Regions from separate parts of the Lactuca sativa genome. Here region 2 is linked to region 1. Evidence: chromatin contacts called from public Hi-C data. All regions are on one chromosome and are shown on one strand. Each heading gives the region's core, a stretch centred on a gene start, on an enhancer-like site or on the middle of the called end of the contact. The rest is flanking DNA. Distances are from core to core; before and after follow the strand shown.

What was found. A called contact is a pair of places that touch in the nucleus more often than the background predicts.
Region 2: a Hi-C map of leaf shows a contact between it and region 1, with 9 times the contacts expected there. The contact joins the promoter of LOC111882299 here to the promoter of LOC111882282 in region 1. A contact is called at or near these places in 2 of 4 Hi-C or Micro-C datasets (leaf and seed).

Annotation. Positions count from the first base shown.
Region 1 is chr8:284,274,865-284,280,145 of Lsat_Salinas_v11, reverse strand. LOC111882282 reads right to left here and starts at 3,959. Exons shown (of 10, transcript XM_023878633.3): 1 at 3,436-3,959; 2 at 2,472-2,942; 3 at 2,225-2,382; 4 at 2,011-2,094; 5 at 1,866-1,918; 6 at 1,304-1,385; 7 at 1,110-1,217; 8 at 921-1,044; 9 at 764-849; 10 at 175-691. The coding sequence starts at 3,814. The coding sequence ends at 470.
Region 2 is chr8:284,449,282-284,454,747 of Lsat_Salinas_v11, reverse strand. LOC111882299 (glutamate--glyoxylate aminotransferase 2) reads right to left here and starts at 3,326. Exons shown (of 14, transcript XM_023878656.3): 1 at 3,113-3,326; 2 at 2,400-2,558; 3 at 1,870-1,935; 4 at 1,678-1,795; 5 at 1,497-1,578; 6 at 1,319-1,406; 7 at 953-1,111; 8 at 695-868; 9 at 471-602; 10 at 152-217; 11 at 11-75. The coding sequence starts at 2,516.

The DNA.
Region 1 (5,281 bases), core at 2,710-5,209:
TAAAAGAACCACTCTTCATCAACCTCTTTCGTATATGAATCTATCTGAATCAAGAGGGAAGAACTTTTGTGGTATCCGTTTTCAATTCAAACATGGGTTTGATTAAAATTCCATGTTCCAAAAAATATTTTCCATCTGATTATAGGAAAAATGGAGTTTTGTCTAAAGAATGCATTGAGAAATGGTAGATGTATACAACTTTTTCCTTAAAATGGAATTCAAATCCCACAAAATCACAACTTTGTGATTTACCATATACAAATTCTAAATCCTTTATCAGATTTTACAAAGCAAACAAAATTTTACATGATTGATTCCAAATCCCACAAAAACAATCCACAAGGAAAACACAAACACACCCTAAGAAGCTGTAACATTTAGTACAAAAACAAAATCCTTTTCAGTGTCGAAGGCACATTGTGTGTGTGTGTGTGTATGATGAAAAAAATATATATAAAAGATAAAAATTTCATTTGAGTTTATGGGAAATCTTTATGTAACTCAAGAATCGAGTAAGTGCCTTGCCACTATCGATGGCATCCCTGGCTCTATCAAGGGCAGTTGACACATCTTCTGCACCCGAGCATCCAAGTAGATGATCTGTCATTCCGGCGTTTAATACAATCCGATCATACGCGGGCCCCTTTTCTCCACGTAACGCATCTAACCCCAATTCTATGTTTTTCGAAACCTAAAAAAAAAAAAATTCATTATTCCTTATCATGTCAACCAAATAGTTAAAATCAAGAGATGAAATTCTTACAGATCTATCTGTTCTTGGAGTTTCCGAGGGTTCGAAACCATATTCATTTGCATCCACTATTAACGAAAAACTCTCACGTGACACTCCTGTCAAAATTAAAATATCATTAAATAAGACATAATAATAATAAATAATAATAATAATTTTATGTAGTTACCATCCACATCATAATGTGGTGGGGTGTTGAGTGAACGAAAACCCGAACAGTAGTTGACAGGAAGCCCTTTTGATGCATTAATCGATCGCATTTTCATTGTCATTGAAAGCGCTCCTTCTTCCCCCTACATTTTTAAATTAAACTTAATAACTTTTTTTTTAAATATTTCTTTTTTAAAATCATACATACCTTCACCACCAAACCAGCATGAACACCTCTTCGTCTCATTAGCATTAAAAGTGGTTCTTCATAACCTTCATGGTAGAATCCTGCAACCATTGCTTCTTTACCTGTAGCCTGTAATATATTTAAAAAAAAAAAAAGGTGTTATATAATATAAGGGATCCACATGATTTTAAATGAAAATGAAAATGAAAACTTACCCTCACAAATTGCTGAACCTTTTCGGTTGTTGCCAGTGGTGGACGTTTCTTTATATGTTCCCTCATTTCAATCAGCGAATATCTGAACAAATGTATAAATCGAGAGTCAGGAGATGAAAGAGAAAAGGGCAAAATGGTCATTTTCACAAATGTAACAGTTATATGGGCCAAAATGAAAAAAAAAATAACAAGTTAGCATAGGGACCAAAGATGTGTACTCTTATTCATATAACATGATGCAATCTTGCTATATATATATTGCATTGGCATTGAATAAAAAATGTAAAACAAGGGCAAAATGATCATTTTCAAAAAAAAAAAAAAAAAAAAAAAAAAAAAAAAGTTGTTACATTTGATGACTAAGGGACCAAAAACAATATGAAACAATGACATAGGGACTGAAAGTGAAAAAAAAGATTCCTTTATGGACCAAAGATTAAAATACAGCCAAGTACAGGGACCAAAAATGATTTTTATTGTTGCATTGGAATTGAATTCACTGGATTCTGGTTTTTTTCTTCATTCATTGAATTTAAAATATATATTTTTTATGTCTGCTTACAAAGAGGGGCGAGCTTCACGTTGACTCACATAAGCAAAGCCAACTGCTTCATCCTGAAGAGACAAAATTTTAAAAGTAACATAAATACAGAAACAGAGAAACAATGGAATTGAAAATAAAATGTAAAAATAACAATAATAAAGACCTCAAGAAGCGTTTTAGCTTGCAATGGTGTTATACAAGTATTTGCTCCCATGAATTTTAGCATTTGCTCCTCAGTTATGCCACCCTGTGCACATGATAAGCCAATTAATATGATTGATTTTTTATATGGAAAACTTTTATTCGAAATTACACCTCTTATATCCACATAATGTTAATGTTTAAAATTATTACAAAGTCAAGAAAATAAAAAATACCTTGGGTGGCATCCAATCAACACCATGGAGAAGAGATGCTTCATTGTAACAAGATCTTACAGCAGCAACAAAGAGTGTGCTCCTAAAGAAACGTGTGTTTCCATCATAAGGTTCACCATAATGAGTCAATGATCTAACATCAGCTACTGGAACAGGACCTAAAGATTTAATCAAAATAATAATAACATTAAACATAAAATATTTAAATTTATATAATCTTTCAATTACCCACTTTATTAATCAGTACCAAGCTCATCATCAAATGCAAGGCAGTATGCTTTAAGCTCACGATCTGTCTCCCTGTTCATTCTTTGACCTATCAAGAATGCTGATAGTAGAGACTCACTTACAGTGTCATGTTCCAATAAAGGAAGAACATCTTTTAAAACACCTTGAACCTCTTCATACCCAAGATGCCCACCTGCTAAAACTTCCCTTAGGGCACCCACAAGTCTCATTTCATGACTCCCATTCCCAACATATTGTGGCCCAATGGAACTCCCGAGTCTCATTATGGAACCTTCTGGATCAGCTAGAAAGATTATGTCTGAAGGAAGGGTTCGAACTAAATGAGGCCAATATGCATCCATTGCACGCCTTTCTCCTTCACTCCATTGAGTTGCTTCTGGAAATGTATTTGCACGAATTGTCATGGCTGCAAAGAAGGCTCCTAGTTGAGCTTTTGATACCTGTTCTTCATCTTTTAGGTCTCCCTTTGCTGACATAAGCATAAGGTTAATACATGAATCACTTAAATACTCCTAACTCCATTTCAGTTTGAGATTAATGGATGAAAGTGGACAAACAGGCAAGTTTGATAACTTCAAAGAAATTCAAACATGGAAGTATTGTAATACTCATTGGACACCCTAAAATTTGAATTTGTTTCATGACTAGGAGGGTTACAATCAAATTCACCATATTCTTTTTATAATACTTGGATCTTATTGATTATGTTGTCATGAATGCATCTGAATCTGAAGAACTAACATCAATCTGAAGTCAAAAATTAAACCATTTGATCTCAAAAATGAAACTGTGTCCGGAAACGGGCTAGCATCTACTCATCTAGTGACTAATCGCTTCATTTGAGTTTAATTGAACTGATACAACGCAAGAATTGAAAGATATAATGTTCATGAAATTAAGCAAGCTTTATAATCTAATCATAGAAACTAACACACTCAAAGAGTAAGCGGAAAATATTTTACCAGATCGTAGTATAGTATCTAAAACTTTGAAAGCTTGTGCTTCTGTAAGTGGTTTGGTTTGTGTTGGCCCTGTACAAACCCTGGTCTGAGCTTCTAACACCGTCAGGTTAGGTTTCCTATCCCTCTGACTCCGAAACGAAGTTGACAATGTAGGATTTCGTGCATCTGATTCAGTAAGTCCATAGTACTGATCAACTGAAGCTGAATCAACCACGGAATTGACGGTTAATTGGCGTTTCTGTTGTCGGGATAAGAGAAATTTTGCACCGTTTGCTCGGGGAAACTGTAAATACGCTCGACTGTTGGATTCAATCGATGAGGATTTGATTCCAGACGAACGGTTGATTGAGGGGATTGTGTTGTGGAGCAGGGATTTCATGGCGATCTTAGGAACTTTGCTTGAAATTTGGAGACGAATACATGAAATCGGAACTTATGAACGTGAAAATGAGTTGAAAGTTGAAACCAGAGAAAAAAAAAAGGCGGATATATCAACGTAAGGAAGTGGAAACTGGAAAGATTGAATATTGTATATGGAATTGTGCCTCTTGGATAATAAATAAATTTCATAAGATAAGAATAAAGCAACATTAAATATTTGTTTATTTAAATGCATTAATTTATAAAAATATTATTATATTATTTTAGCCATCAAACTATGGGATTTTGTTATTTGCATCTAAAACCATTTTTCAAAAGTCAAAACCATTATTGTATGGAGTCAAAATCATTAAAAGAAATAAGTTTACCAGTTTTGCTGGTGCCTAGTTGTGAGGAGAATATGGATGGTCACCGGAGCCGGAATGGGGGAGAATGGACGGAAGTAAGAAGAAGGAGGAAACCACCGGTAAGCTCAGCCAACGTAACCACATTCTACGTCTCCAACATCCCCGATGGTGCGCGAATAGCGGAGATAAGATACTCATTTCTAAGACATGAAGAAGTAGTAGATGTTTATATGTCAACCAAAAAGAATCGCAGCGGCAAACACTTCGCTTTTGTAAGATTCAGACAGGTGAAGAATGCAAAAGCACTTGAAGAGATATTACAAGGGATCAAATGCAAAGACAAAGCTTTGGAGGTCAATCTTGCGAAGCACCCGAGAAGGACAACCAATCCCTTAGAGGCGCAAACAACATCCAATCGCAGGCAATATCAATTCAAGCACACTGTTGGTGGGCTTAGAGATGATCGATCCTTCGCTCAGGTTGCTGCTGGCGGAAAACATGCTCAGCCTATAATCAGGCCACCAACCCAACAACCTGCGGCTCCTCCACCACCTATCACGATAAAAGTCAACACAGTCATGGGTCACTGGCTTAAAAAGAAAGTGCTAATCGGTGAAACATATAGCCTGGATCATATGGCAAACATTCCCTCATCGGTCGTCAATGGGGATAATATTAAATATCTGGGGGGTCTCAACCTGGCCATTTACTTCGGGAGTTCGGTAGAGGCCAAGGCCTTTCTAGAAGATAGAGGGAAATGGAATGAATGGTTCAAATGGCTAGTTTTTGGAGATCAAGAAGATGTCAAATTCGAGAGAGTAGCATGGCTTAAAATCGTTGGACTCCCCTTAAGGCTTTGGGATGAAGATACTTTCTCTACAATAGCAGGCAGATTTGGGAAGGTCATCAGTCCATTTGACAACATTTATGCTCGAAGGGACTATTCCATGGGCAAGGTTGGCATCATTACATCACGAAGAAAATGGATAAATGAAGAAGTGACGGTATCCGCAGGCGAGGAATTATTCAATCTCGGTGTCGTTGAATATACAGATGATTGGTCACCCTTTTCTCCGGCCTTGTTCGACAAGACAATGGAGGTGGACGATGGTAATGAT
Region 2 (5,466 bases), core at 2,077-4,576, 180 kb before region 1:
GTAATTTTACCTCTCTCTAAGAAACTGCTCATACGAGATATCACCAGGCTTTGGGGGGCTCACCATTGTCCCCATCTATTACAAAATCAAATATAATTAAATTCTGGGAATTAAAAAATAATCAAAAATAAATAAAAATGATTCAACTTACAAATATCTGCCCAGGAACATTGGGACTGAGTGAAATCGATGCAACCTTGTATATTTCATCAACTGTCTGCAACATCATATTATATGCAACACTTTATCAGGGGTATTAATGGAAAAAACTAAGAAATTTAAGGGCTAATAACGTAAATTGAATTTGTTTTTTAAATTTCAAAATGAGGGTTCGGGATTGGGAGTTTTGTAATTGTTGGTAAGGGTAGAATGGTACATTTGAATACAAACTCATACGGATCAAACACATTGGAAAGTTGAGTGATGAAAATTACATTTATGTCCCTTGAAATAATTAAAAAAATATAAACCTGGGGAGGGATGTTTGTCATCTCAAAGTATCCACCACGTTGTCCACATTCACCTAAGAAACCTTTGGACACAGTGTGGAAAGAAATAAGCTCTAGCTCCTTGCTAATTGCTCCACCCATGTCAAACAATACCTTCAATTCAAATCACACAAAAAAAAAAAAAAATAACATGACTAAAATCTTGTAGATAGACGAAAATGCCCTCTCCTGATAAATGAATATACCTTTCTAGAGCTTATAAATGGACGTGCATCTTGATAAACATTCTGCTGATAAACTTCATCTCCAAGCAAAACCAAGCTTTCTTGGTGACAAAATCTGAGTATTTGTTGCAGGTTGTCCACACTAAGACATTGTCCAGTTGGGTTTCCAGGGTTTATAATCACCATTGCCCTTACCTATCCATATTCATAATCATAATTATTTATTTATTTTTTTAAATAAAAATAAAAATTAAAAACCTAAAAAACATGCATGCATACAGTTATTCCTTTGAAACGGGCTTCTGCAACTGATTGGCGAAGGTTGTGGATATCAAGACCCCAATTAGCAGTCTCTTCAAGAAAATATGGAACAAGAGATCCACCATACAGAGATATGGCAGCTGAGTACAGTGGATACTGAGGGACTGGAACCAAAATCTATAATAAAAAAATTATAAAATTATAAAATGAATAATCTAATTATGCAAGAATGATGTTTAATCAATGTAACTTGTGATTCTTGAACACAAACTTGTGGCGATTATTGTGAAAGAAAAACAAAAGAGTTTCTTTTTTTTTTTTTAAGTTTTGAAAAAAAAAATATTGAGACAATGAAAGTATAGTGAAGGTAAAAAGACAACATACCCCATCACCTGGACCACGAATAACTGTTTGCAAAATCTGCATTACTCCTTTACTGGCACCATCAGTGAGATATATGAGTTCTGGATCACTGTCATCAATTAAAAAAAATAAAATGTTACTTCAGGGATTAAATATGTGAAAAAGACAAAAACATCAGGGTAAAATTTACGATTATGACCTTGGATACCCATCACGTCTCTCAATGAATTCAGCAACTTCTTTCCTTATTCCAGGAAGACCACGGGAATCACTATAAGCACCTAAAGAATCAATAACACAATGTTACTCCAAAGAAAAAGAATGAAAAATAGTAAAGACTTTGACTTAAATTAAAAGGGTATATTTGGAAAAAAAAATACCTAGACCCCCTGAAGTATAAGAAAGATACAGTTTAGCTTTTGCAATTGCATCAGCTGGGAACAGAAGTCCTACATTTGGATCATCAAGAAGAAATGGAGCCTGGCAAAGGGCAACCACCTGGAACAAAATGTATATGTTTGGTTGGTTAGATAAAGGGTATTTATGTCAATTTATGTTTAATTAGTACAAACCTGGCGAGGGAATGTTAGAGGCTTCTGTCCCAAAGCATGAGGATTCCCCACATTTGTGAAGATTATCTGTAAGGGAAAAGTTAAAAGTTTTCAGCCATGACAGATGTTAGATAAAGGGTATTTATGTCAATCTTGTTTAGGTATGGGTCCCAATTCAACTCTTTGTCTTTATCACACATTAAACAATAACACACACTTCACATAAAGCATAAAGCTTCTTAATGGTTTTAAATCTTAATTGATTTAATGGTTTATATTTTCTTTCCACATCATTTACCACAATGCATACATGTAATAGTCATGTTAGTTTGTCCTTCTCTATAACATCCTATTGTTTATTTTGATTAAGTCCCACATGTGATGTAAGAAAGATTCAGATATACTATTGAAATTTTTATTATTTGTAAAAAAACTATGTTCTGTTTTTTCTCAAATAGAACCTAGAACTGAAGATATAGTAAGATTATAAGTTACCATGTGGAATTTACATGTTATTAATTCCAAATGAATACCATTCACTCAAGAATTACCTTCTTGCCCTCTTTTTGAAGCTCTGAAGCACGAAGATACAGCTCACCCCTCACAGCATACTGGGCCTTCTTGACATTCTCATTAATTTGGTCATAGTCCAACGATTTTTTTGACATGGTTAGTGCTTCAATCACCAGTGATTATAAATCAGTAGTAGCCTGAAATTGTTAACATAATCACATGAATACAATCAGCAATTCAGAAGTCGGAACAAAGATGAAAAGAAAAAAGATAACTAGAACATAGTATAGTGTAGAACGAGAACTACAAGTAGAAACTGGCATGCTTGCAAAAAAATCTATATCAATCTTTGTATTTGAAAACTAATATGTTTGACTTCATATACGAAGTGTATTGGGTATGCGAATCAAGAGGATGATCAGAATTCATTTAGCTCAATTTGAAATATGATTATGGTCGAATTCAAGTCCCAAACAACAAAACAAAGGATTCTCTTAATCGATCGGAAACATGAAGTTAATGTATCAAAGTCGTAGCAGAAGAAGACAAGATTCATGCATCAAAAAATAAATAAATAAAGAAGAATGACGAAATGAAGATGAACACATTCAACGGCAAATACAACATGAATTCCTAAATCGACAAACCCCAAAACCATTAACCAAACAAAATCGAAAAGTAGCATACTACAAGACAAAATAGTTCACCCCTTCTGATTTCAAACAGATCATCAATTAGAAGCAAATGGTACCTTCGTTGGTGCAGTGGAGCTGGTATACGTGATGAACTAGGGTTGTAACGGACTATCTGCTTGAACCCTTTTGAGAGAGCAAGCAGAGAAATTGGAACAATGGGGAGAAGTGTGTGAGTCACCGCTTGTAGTGTAGAAAAAGGGTGAGAGGGGGTGGAGGTGGCAAGTGTGAGGATGTGACAAAATATAGTAAAGGGAACATTGAGAGCCACTGAAACCGGGTAGATTTTGTGGAAATTATCAGGGTTTGTTTTGGGATAAAGTTGAGTGGTACTAGTGTGGTGGTAGTTGAAACTTCGAATTTCTGGTTCATATTGATTGACCATCTCCATTGTCGTAACCTCACCTCTTCTTCTAGAGGAAAAAATCATCCCAATCCAATAATGGTAGATATTGCCAAAACATGTGATAACCATTTATGATAAGTTGATAACCAATTAAACCTAAAACTATGGCTTCTTATAACCGGTTTGAATTGTAAATTGGGTCTAAAAAACAGTTACGAAATAAGCTTACATATAACTTTGTTTTAAACTAGTCAAAGTAAATATTTTAACTTTTAATATTAAATGAAAAATATTATGAAACTTTTTTAGAATACAATAGATGTCTATGGGTCATCATTGATATATGATTATCAAAGGAGGAAATAGGGTCTAAGTATTTGGGCTTAATGCAACTAATTGGAAGTAATAATATTATGAAATTAGAGTCTAAGTATTGGGGCTTAATCAAAAATTATTATCAACCCCAAACCATGGATCCAATTAGAGAAGATTTTACCAACAAAAACAACCATATAGAGTGCAAAAGCATATACATTTGATGCGTATGAGATCATAATTTATGCAGATTATATCTATAATGTATCCACACAAACCAATTCGAGTGATTGTTAAGATCTCATTTTGATCAAAGACTCATTCTTTTTTTTTTTTCTTTTGCCTTGGTCATATAAAATTCACATAAAGAAAGGGGGCTGGTTTTGGTCTCAGGTGGAAAAGATTATTGTTTGAAAACTATTCATTGAATTCTTGGTTGGTTAATTCTTTCCTTAACACTTCTTTGGACAAGACATTCGCAAGCTTTTTATTGGCCCAACAATTAATACAAGCCCAAGGCTAAAATGGAACTAAAGCATATTTTATTAATTACTACATAAAATAATCTGCACAAAAAGACCGGTCTCAGACCGGACCCAAAAAGCGAGATCGGATCGAAAAAAGACCAGCTTGAGACCGTCCCGGATCGGTCCGAAAACGACGAGACCGTTCAGAGACTGATCCTAAAAAAGACCAGACCGGTTTGAGACCGGTCTGGAAAAATAGACTTGTAACCAAACTTTATAAATATATAATTTATGTATTAATCATACAATTTTTAATCACAAACTATCTAATTTATTTCATTTTTCTTTTATTAAATTTAAACTATCATTTTTAATAAATCTTAATTTATTATTTTTGTGATAATCTCATATTCAGTAATGGGAAAACCTCGAAACCAAAACAAAGGAATCGAAAAATACAGAAATCGAACAAAAAAACACGTAAATCGAACCGAAAAAGGCGTACAGAAAGACCGAGAGACGGGACCGAAAAAGACCGATCCAGAAAAAAGACCGGTCCAAAAAAGACCGGATTGAAAAAAGACCGAACAAGACCGTCTGAAAAAAGACCGGAAGACCAGGCCGTTTCGAGACCGATCCAAGACCGGTCTGGGATCGTAAATGTGCATGTCATAAATTCTTTTATTTAACTATTTGTTCTAGAACTTGACGAGTCCAAGGAAGGACTCGACGAGTTCAAACGAAAAGTCTTGATACTGTCATAAGGAAGAACTCGGCGAGTTAGAGGGTAACTCGCCGAGTTAGATCGTGAGTTCGAGATTCTATGAATCAAGGAACTCGACGAGTTAATGGACCAAATCAGCGAGTTGAGTCAACCAGAGGTTGACTTTGACTTTGACCAGGGGTGTTGACTTGATTTTGACTTTGACCAGAGATGACCCTAATAGGGTTTATGGGTATGGGAGGGTAATTAAAGGAGATTGTTATGTGATGGAGTTTGAAAGGAGTTGATCCCAACACCGAGGACAGTTCAGCTACTTCACGATATTGAGGTGAGTTACCTTCCAGTAGGAGTATGATCTAAGGCACCAATGTCGGCCCATTAGTAGGTGATTATAGATGAGATGATTGTCTTTGTGATAATTGTTTGGTATGCCACTATATGATATGATTTATGTGCTAGTATGTTATGTTATTATGTGGTAGTGGTAGGGGTGAAATAGTCCCCGGTTACCGGTTGAAAGAGACTGAAGGGGAGGCCAGCACCCAGATATGCTAGGCAGTT